2 separate regions of the Mus musculus genome follow, and region 2 is linked to region 1. A link is a contact called in public Hi-C data. All regions are on one chromosome and are shown on one strand. Each heading gives the region's core, a stretch centred on a gene start, on an enhancer-like site or on the middle of the called end of the contact. The rest is flanking DNA. Distances are from core to core; before and after follow the strand shown.

Region 1 (4,857 bases), core at 871-3,370:
GGAGCAGGAAGATTATAGAAGCCATAATATTGCTTTAAAAGTTATCAATTAACTCTGTAGTTCTCAATATGACCTCCCCGCAATAATGGAGATTGAGTATGGTAGATTTATTTAATCAGCCTTAGCACAATTACTGGGTGAATTACCCCTAATTTATTTTTCTATATTCTAGACTGGTTAATTCCCAACCGTTCTCCCCAAATAATTGCAGTTTGAGTCTTTCCCGTGTCACTTTTGCTCCATCATTGTCCTCAGTGGGCATTTCACTTGGCCGTGTGCTCCTGGTCCATTTTGACTAATGGACACTTCCTGTTCTCTCCATCTTCTTTCTCTTTCTCCTCCTTCCTCCTCTTCTCTCTCCTTGTGGTTCCAACCTGCGACTCTCTGCCTGGTAATCAAAACCCCGACTACCTCTATTCTCCCCAGAGAATCTCCTCAGCCATTTCTCTAACTAGTCAGAGAATAAAACAAAAGTTTACATATAAGCAAATAAGCAGAGTTTACAGAGCATCACTTGGTGGACATAAGGATCTGCTCATTGAGAGCAACCAGGTCTTGGGGGCCAGTATTTAGCATCTGAATACATAGCAGCACCAGACCAACCTGAACATCGTAACAGTGGAAGTACTGGATGGGGGCTGGAGAGATGGCTCAGTGGTTAAGAGCACTGACTGCTCTTCCGAAGGTCCTGAGTTCAAATCCCAGCAACCACATGGTGGCTCACAACCACCCGTAATGAGATCTGATGCCCTCTTCTGGTGTGTCTGAAGACAGCTACAGTGTACTTAGATATAATAATAAAATCTTAGAAAGAAAGAAAGAAAGAAAGAAAGAAAGAAAGAAAGAAAGAAAGAAAGAAAGAAAGAAAGAAAGAAAGAACTGGGTGATTCTAGGATAAGAAGCTTGGCTGTATGGGAAATGTAGTTGAAGATGAGCCTGGGGTTGAGATGGTGGAGCACTGCTTTCTCGGCTTCTGCTTCAGTCCCACCGGCAACATCTGTCCTTTTGATGATGGACAGTGACCTACAAGTTAAAATAAACCCTTTCCTCCCCAACTCATTTTTGGTCCTGGTGTCTATCACAGCAACAGAACGTTACGCAGAACACTGACTGGGACTCCAGTTGTCACTACACAGTAATATTGCAGGGTAACTTCAGGGTTAGCTGGTGCTGATATAGGGTAAGTCTGGCAAAGGTCTACAGCAAGCTCTGCAATCTGTGAGAAAGGAGTCTTGTACTAGTTGCTCCTTGTGTCTGAGGCCTAGTGGAACATGTAAGCCATACATGGTCTCGGGGTTGGTTTAGAGGACTCTTTGACCAAGAATAACAGCATTAGTGAGCTGACACAAAGGGATCCAGGGAATAATCTCTAAGAATGTGAGAAGCCAAGCAGGTGGGCACCGGCAAGACCCAAGATTTGGGTTCAAACTCTGCCCCCTTGTGGAGAACAGGCTTTATTGAGGGAGAGCTGGGGCAGGGATGGAGGCTGTGACTCTGGATGCGGGGGTGGGGGTGGGCTCAGGACACTGAAGCAGATTAGGGGCTAACACATTTACTATGATTGTTACTAGCACCATGGACAGACAGAGGGTGGCAGCAAGGCAGGGGCTTCTGAGAGAGTTCATGTCCCAGCATCAGGGATAAACAGCATAGTGGGGTCTCTGAAGAGAAGCAGAGCCCACTTGGTAGAATCCACTTCTTTCAGCTCTTGGGGATGTGGAAAGTTCACACCAAGAGCCTGCAGCCAGGCTGCTTGGTACCCAGGTAGGAGCCTGGGAAAGAGATGGTGAAAAGGATTGGCACAACTTTTGATATAAACTTACTTCCCAGGTGAGGTGCCTCAAGGAAAGCCCAGCTAGCTTAGAATTCACAAACAGTGTCCCAGCAGGGTGCCTGCCAGTGTCCCTGAATTGGCCTGAGCCAGGATGTAGTCTAACCTTACAGTCTTAAAGAGCTAAGCATCTGCTGTAGGAAATCCAGGGCCCAAGGACTCTTAGGAGTCCAGTCTAACGGCTTTTATTCTGTTTCCCTCAATGGCTGCATCATAGAGGAGTTTAGCTATCAGGCTGCACTGAAAATTCCAGATTCTGTGAGACTGGGTCACAATCAAGAAGGTCCTTAGTTGTAGTTTGTTGTCTTGCTTGGGTCCCTGCAGTTAAAACAAGATGCTCCTCCCTAGGTTATTATAAAACCCAGCAACTCGACCTCCCGTAAGGAGATCTGGGCTTTCAGAGGAGAAGCTGTGTTTCTATATGATGTCAATGTTTGAAGAGTTTGGACAGTGTTTGAGCTGAAGTGAGTTTAGGTTACAGGCTAATAACTCACTTTATGTACAGGAGGAAGAAATGGAGATGCCCGTCTATTTAGGCGGGGCTGTCCCAAGCGTGGAAGATGGGTGGAAGATGATTTGCATGAATGCTGGGTAGCATGGGCAGAGGAGCGATTTCCCAGCGTTGACTTAATCCTTGGTTTGTTTTTTATTTTCAGCCTTTTAACCCTGCTCTGCTCTTTATGAAACTGTGTGTCACAATGTTAGTCCACTCTGGCCTTAAACTTGATCCTTCAGCCCCAGCATCCCAAGTCCTGGGATTATAGTTAAGTTTCTCCACACCAGGCGTCCCAGTGATTTCAATAGATGAGCAAATTTGGGAGTCAATGAAATGGGAGAAAGACCCGTGTCATAAGGCATCGTAGAACGTCATTACTGCCGCCCCCGCGTCTAATTGCCGAGGACAAAGAGGGAGAGAGCTACTCAAGGTAGACATTGGAGAGAGCAGAGGGAGAGAATGACTGTATTAGGGATGTACAGTAGGGGGTGGGAGGGGCAACTGAGAAAAGGAGAACTCCAGAGATGCGATTCAAGGGAATTCTCTCCCTTCTGAGCAGAAGGTCCTGGGGTGCCCTAGCAGACAGCGGAGCATTAGAAAGGGCACAGCACTCCTGGACATTTTGCTGATGTTGTATAGCGACTGCATTGCAGGGCTGTCCTGGGAATATTTCTGTGCTGGAAATACGCCCCAGCCCCCGTTTGTTGTTGTTGTTTTATTTTGTAAATAACTAAGAGAAGAGAACTCCGTTGTTTTGCCAGATGGGATTCATTCGTTAGGTACAATTTATTCTTTTACTGTCACATAAACCCAATTCTAAGCATTCAGTCTGTGTGCAACTGTGACTGGGCCCTCCCCTAGAAAATTGTGCTGCTCTTGCTTAGAGAGAACATGTCTGCTTCCTTCTTCAAAGCTTTCCCTTGAACCCCAGGCTTCCAGCTGGAGGACCAGTGCCTGGGAGCTCTAGAGAGAAAACCCAAGGCTGCCCAGGATTCCTTCCGGAACGCGTCATTGTCAGGAAAAAGAGAGGGCCTTGATGTTAGACACAGACAACTCCTGGGGAGGCGGAGGTGAGGAGTTCTCACCGTGTCGCCAAAAGGACACACGGACTGTGAAGAGAGGATTTGATCCTTTGAGAGGATTTGTGGACCAGATGCTCCACAGGACTAAGTCTGGTTTATACAAGCCTGGAAATGAAGAGCTGCTGGCGCCACTGGGTGGCAGCGCTGAGCTCGTCGTTGCTTCTCTTTAAGGAGTTACGTCACTCTGTGCGTCCGCTTAAGACACACTCAGAACCGAAACTGCGCATGCCCACGTCTCGGTCAGGTGGTGGTGACGACCTTCGAAACGGCAAAAATGAGCCTTTAGGACTCCTTTGTCTTCTTTCTTCACAATGTCTAACCATCCCTCAGAATAGCTAGGTTATAGGGTTTCGTGCTATTAATATATAGCATAATTATAAAAAGTCACCCAAACAGCTACAGTAGAAAGTCATTTCTAGGAAGAGGTGTACAGTATCTTGGGTTGAAATATTCTTAGGGAGATTTAAAGAAGACTGGCTTTTTTTTTTTTTTGAAAGATTTACTGGGCGTTTTATGTAAGGCAAATGCGTAGACAGCAAAGGTAGCCTGTCAGGAAGTAACGACAGCGCTGCGCTGCCATCTAGTGGGCAAAGTGTTACCTGCAGTTTATAACAGAGCTTCCAAGTTACCATGAATTGCAAGCAAGCAAACAAGAAAACTGCACAAAAATCCCAAATACAGAGTCAATGTATGATTGCTAATTTTATTTTCATTGAAAAATTTCATATTATACATTTTGATCATGGTTTTCCTTCCACAACTGCTCCCAGATCCTCTGACACATCCCCATCCACCCCATACGATCTCTCTCTGTCTCTCAATCTCTCTCTAAAAAACAACAGGCAAGACAACAACATAATAATAAAAAAGAAGAAAAAAGAGAAAACTACAAGAAATACACACACACACACACACACACACACACACACACACACACACAAGCGCACCCTAAAATACATATGAACACAAAATCAGATAACATATTGTACCGGCTAGTTTTGTGTCAACTTGACACAGGCTGGAGTTATCACAAAGAAAGGATCTTCAGTTGAGGAAATGCCTCCATGAGATCCAGCTATAAGGCATTTTCTCAATTAGTGATCAAAGGGGAAGGGCCCCTTGTGGGTGGGCCCATCTCGGGGCTGGTAGTCTTGGGTTCTATAAGAGAGCAGGCTAAGCAAGGCAGGGGAGGCAAGCCAGTAAGGAACATCCCTCCATGGCCTCTGCATCAGCTCCCGCTTTCCAGTCCTGACTTCCTTTGGTGATGAACAGCAATGTGGAAAGTGTAAGCTGAATAAACCCTTTCCTCCCCAGCTTGCTTCTTGGTCATGCTGTTTGTGCGGGAATAGAAACCCTGACTAAGACACATACCATACAAGCAAAAGGCTGAAAAACAACAACAACAACAACAAAATGCCCAAACAACACACTATGAGAAAAATGTCTAG
Region 2 (4,628 bases), core at 265-2,764, 900 kb after region 1:
GGCCACAAGCACCTTTACCTCCTGAGCCATCTCACCCATCAGCAGGAAAAACCAGATGGTCTGCAGCATGGTAGGATGGCTATCATTGGCAACAAGCCACCACGCCCGGCTAATTGTATTCAAAAATGAAGGAGATTTTAAGTAGTCTCCCCGCTGACTCTGACTGGGGTGTCTGTCTCTTAGTTCCCCAACCGTTCCCTGAATGTACCAGTTATCTCTATCGCACACCCCCTGAAACATCTTCACACTGTACCTCGGGAACACGGGCCAGTGGTATGCCAATTAAAAAACAACTTAAAGTATTTTTCAAAATTTCACAGGCCAAAAGGTCACATGCTTTTTGAGCTTCATGCTAAACCAGTGTTTCGTGGCAGGGAGACATCACTGCTCCACGTCAGCTAAGCATGAGAGGCGAAAGGAAGGCTGCCTTATGCAGTCTCTCTACTTTTCCTTGTTATTTGTTTAAGACAGGGTCTCATTAGGTAGCCTTAGTGATCATGATCCTCCTGCCTCAGTGCTAAGAGAGATAACAATGTGTCACATTTATTTCCCTTTTAATGTCTCAAATGAGGAAACCTTTCTCAGATCTGAACAAAAGTAGCCTTTTAGATTACTGCTAACAGAAGTCCCCAGACTTGCAATTTTGTAAACCAGCAAAATTAAAAAAAGAATATATAAGCCAACCAACCAAGGACTAGGTAGCCATTTCTGTGGCTAAGCCACCATGTCGCAGCTTGACCACCTACTCTCTTGATATACTTTCTGAAGTCACCATAGACTCTTCTTCTCCAGCCTGAGACAGCAAAGGTGTATCCCAGGAACAGAGTTCTAGACAGAAGACTTTAAGAGATGATCCATAGGACCACTCTACCCTGGACCATGCACAATTCTGTTTTCTTCCCCCATCCACAGGTGGCAACTCCGGATCCTAATGGCCCAGATGCAAGCAGAGAAACAGGGTAGAAAGATCCTGGGTTCCTGATTGATAGGCCTGCCGCTGATCCAGGAACACTCCCTCTGAACTGATTAGAATTGAGAGCTATCCTGACGCTAGAAAGCTTTCAGCGTCTGTCTGTAGAAACTGAGGAAGGCTATAAGGGGAATAAAGAGCCCTTTGTTCCTTCAGCTCGATCTTGCCTCATGGGCCTAGCTGTGTGGCCTTTTCTCCTTTCCCTATTGTGGCTGTGGCTACCACTCTGAGCACACGTGTTCTCGACTTAGTTGCCATGCACTGACAGACATCAGCTCCAAGATGACTCACTTTCCAGAACACTTGAGCTCTACTCAACCTGTGGGGACACCGACAAGCTCTGGTGCATCACTGAGAAGCTGAACAAGGCCTCCCCAAACCCAGAGCTCCTGCAGAGTTGTCTGAAATAAGCCTTGTCTGCTGCCAGCCTCCTGAGTCATCTCAAACCCACAGGCTTGGAGGCGGAGCTTTAGGGACTCAGAGCCTGCCTCTGAAGCCAGAGAGCTCACCTGCCCGGCCCTAGCACCACTCTAGAACTAAGGAAAAGTTCAAGTTGAGTGGGCCCACACTTCTTTCTGCAGAGCTCTGGCAGAAAACCTGCCCCTCTTCACAGCTCCACCCTCTTCCTTTCCCTTCTTCCTCCACCCTTGTATCTCCCCACCCACTCCGTAGGGGTGCTCTCAGATGTCACAAGGGAGAAGAAAAACACCTGGGCCACAAACTTGGCAGCCAGCCCCACCAAGAAGCTAACTAACCTGCAAAGGCCCTGCTTTGGATTTGAGGCACCTGCATCTAATTTGATCCAAGAACCAAACACTAAAAACTACCTGAAGAGAGACGGCTTCAAATAAAAAGAGATGATAATATATATATATATGTATACATCTCATTACCAGTAGATAAGTCCAGGCAAGCATCAACAGAAACATGCAAATCAAAAACAAATAAATTATTTAACTCAAAAAAAATAATAATAAAACCAGCTAAGGGACTCCCCCACCTCCTCCTGCCCCCAAGAGTCAAACTTTACTGTTACTTTCTTTCCCTTCCCCTCCCTTCCAACCTAGGCTTCCAGGAAGAAACTGGGAATACTGCTGGATCAGAAGCCCACCAACACAGACACCTCAGACACTCGGGCTAAAACCCTCTCTCGCCTACAAAACCATCTGCACCCTAGGAACAAACAAGACACCTATGTAAATGACACTCAGAAAGGGGTTAGGAACCTAGGGGAATCACCGGAAGTTCACCAGAGGTCAGAGATAAAAAGGCCCACCTGTACTCAACCTGGCCATCCTCAAAAGTGGGCGAAGCCCTCCCTCTGGCAGGTTAACAATCAGAGGACACGTTGAACAGGCTACAAAGTGTTACAGGATCAGAGTGGGGAGGAGGTCTGACAACACTTGCTGGGGTCTTTGTAGCAGAGAGCATAGGTTTCGTTAACTGATCCTAAGGGGTGAGGGATAAAATGGGCACAAAAGAGAGGCATCAAAATATTCCAGGGTATTCTTATAAAGAGAGCCTCTGAGGGGAAGAGCAAACTCAGTGGAACTTTTTTTTTTAAAGCCTTTTCTATCTGATGTCCCCTTTATCCCTAAGAGCAGACTGGAAAAGGGCAGCCCAGCAAGGTGAAAGAGAAGGCTCCCTGACAAGCAAAGGCTTGTCCAAGGGTCACCAGGCACTCACACAAACAGTTCAGTTCCTTGCCTTGGCAGAGATGTCAAGCATATCCAGTCATGAGAATACCTCCCTGGTGAGTCACCACTAATCTTCAAGGCAGCCCAGGTGCCCATCCCCCCACGCCCAAAGCACAGGACCCAAATCAGTAGCAGGAATCGATGCACCCCAAGGACAGTCAAGGGAGCCAGGAGAGGAAGGTCAGCACACCATAAATTTTATTAAGATCATGACATGCAGTCTATTTTCCTCCTGTCCATAGCCGAACTACAGGAAAAGGCAGGATGCAGTCCCCAGGGGACTGTGACCGAGAAGCCAACAGCCCCCAGGGCAGCCCACAGCATGGAGAACGCACAGATTCCTGTGGCTTGATCCCCTTGGTGATTTCTAGTGTGTTTGGGTCCTTTGCCCGGCTCCACTGCCAGCTCTCCGGATCACCTGCCCTCTACAGCAGCTGCAGGCTTGCAGACTGGTTCCACCAGCCTCTCCCACTTAGTTCCACAGGCTGATCTAGGAGACACCGGTCTGCCAGTGGGCGGGAGAAGGTGGGAGTGTGACTTTTCCAGGAACATAACCTTGATGTGTAGTCAGTCATAACCATAACCCCGGGCTGTGAACAACCTTCCTTCTCTTGTCTCTGGCGCACAGGGCATAGCCGGAGCCTGATAAATGAGATGCAATTAATTGGGGCCTGTAACGGCAACAGGGAGGAGCCGAGTGCCTCTGCTTGGGGGGGGGCGGGGATGTGATTGCATGCTATAGGGATCTCTGAATAAAACTCCATCTTAGATGACAAACTAAATCTAAAGGCCTGTCAGACCTCTGGTAGGCTCACAGGCGAGGGGTTTAAGAGAACCCCAAGAAGCCACCTGGTCTAGGATGAAAGCGCTGGAGGTAACTCCTTTAGGCTCAGACCTCTAGAGGTTACTCACTCTGGCTTCAAAATCAGAGGTTGCCTGGTCCATAAGCAAAACCCTGGAAGCCATGGGGCCCAGGATCAGTATCCCAGAATTCACCTGGTTAAAAAACAGAGATCAAGAGATCTGCTGCCTAAGATCAGAAGCCCTGCAAACTCCTCCATTCGGAGGCCCTCGGAAGGTAACCCATGAATGAGCATTTAGAAAACACATAAAAGTCTCTAGCTCATTTGGGAGATGATGAGTCTGGTCTGTTCTCTTGCTTCCAGGTAGTGAGAAGCGAAGAAAACACTGTGTTGGTGGGCTAAAGAGAAATCAGCATGGTCTTTGCCGGGGAGCTGGCATGGTTGTTAATGAAGACTCTATGTGATGCTAACTCATTGCTTTACTACAATGTGCCAGGCACAAAAGGTCACATACTGTATGACTCAGTTTATATAAAATATCCTGGGCAGAGAAATCCACAAGGACAGAAAGCAGATGAGGGGCAGCCAGGAGGCTGAGGAGGAGGAGAGGAGGGAAGAACTGGGTTTCTTTAGGAGGTAGAGAACATCATGGACGCAGACAGAGAAAATAGATACACAATGCACAATGCACGGACATTCCAAATGCCACTGGATTCTCAATGGCTGTTATGTAAATGCCGCCTCATTTTAAAAGCATTTCTATGACCCGGGTAGAACACTACACTTCTCAAGTGCAGATCCAATACCTAGGAGCTCCTACTTGTAAGAAGTACTTATTTCCTTTCAGCTCACAGTGAGCCCGATACTACCAAAATATGCAGCTCAAAGGAGTCATAATGGAGGCTGGCTGGGGACAGGGTCTCTGGCCAAAGCAATACTTCAAAGCGCTGTAAACAGCATCTACATAGTCACGGCATGCACATCAACCTTGTTGTCCCCAGCTAGAGCGACAGTCACAGGCTTACAGGCTCAGCTCCTGAATATTAGCTACTGCAGGCTCTCAGCAATCACCCACTCCTTGGCATAGCTCAAAGTCTTTACCAAACATTACCACCCGCTCTGGCCATCTCTCAATCCCCCTGCATGCCCTAGGGACCC

The links. A called contact is a pair of places that touch in the nucleus more often than the background predicts.
Region 2: a Hi-C map of CD8 T cells shows a contact between it and region 1, with 2.3 times the contacts expected there. The contact joins the enhancer-like site here to the promoter of 1700063D05Rik in region 1. A contact is called at or near these places in 3 of 39 promoter capture datasets (hippocampal neurons, liver and pre-B cells) and 1 of 484 Hi-C or Micro-C datasets (CD8 T cells).

What each region holds. Positions count from the first base shown.
Region 1 is chr9:41,204,035-41,208,891 of GRCm38.p6, forward strand. 1700063D05Rik (RIKEN cDNA 1700063D05 gene) reads left to right here and starts at 2,121. Exons shown (of 5, transcript NR_040392.1): 1 at 2,121-2,295.
Region 2 is chr9:42,107,212-42,111,839 of GRCm38.p6, forward strand. The region is part of intron 1 of Sorl1 (sortilin-related receptor, LDLR class A repeats-containing); the gene reads right to left. Among named protein-coding and RNA genes, the nearest start is that of Sorl1, 15 kb to the right of the region's middle. Within about 2 kb of position 1,515, at least 174 of the 459 cell types and tissues checked have an H3K27ac peak or open chromatin away from gene starts, as enhancers often do. A contact at or near this core is called in CD8 T cells, where this site is marked.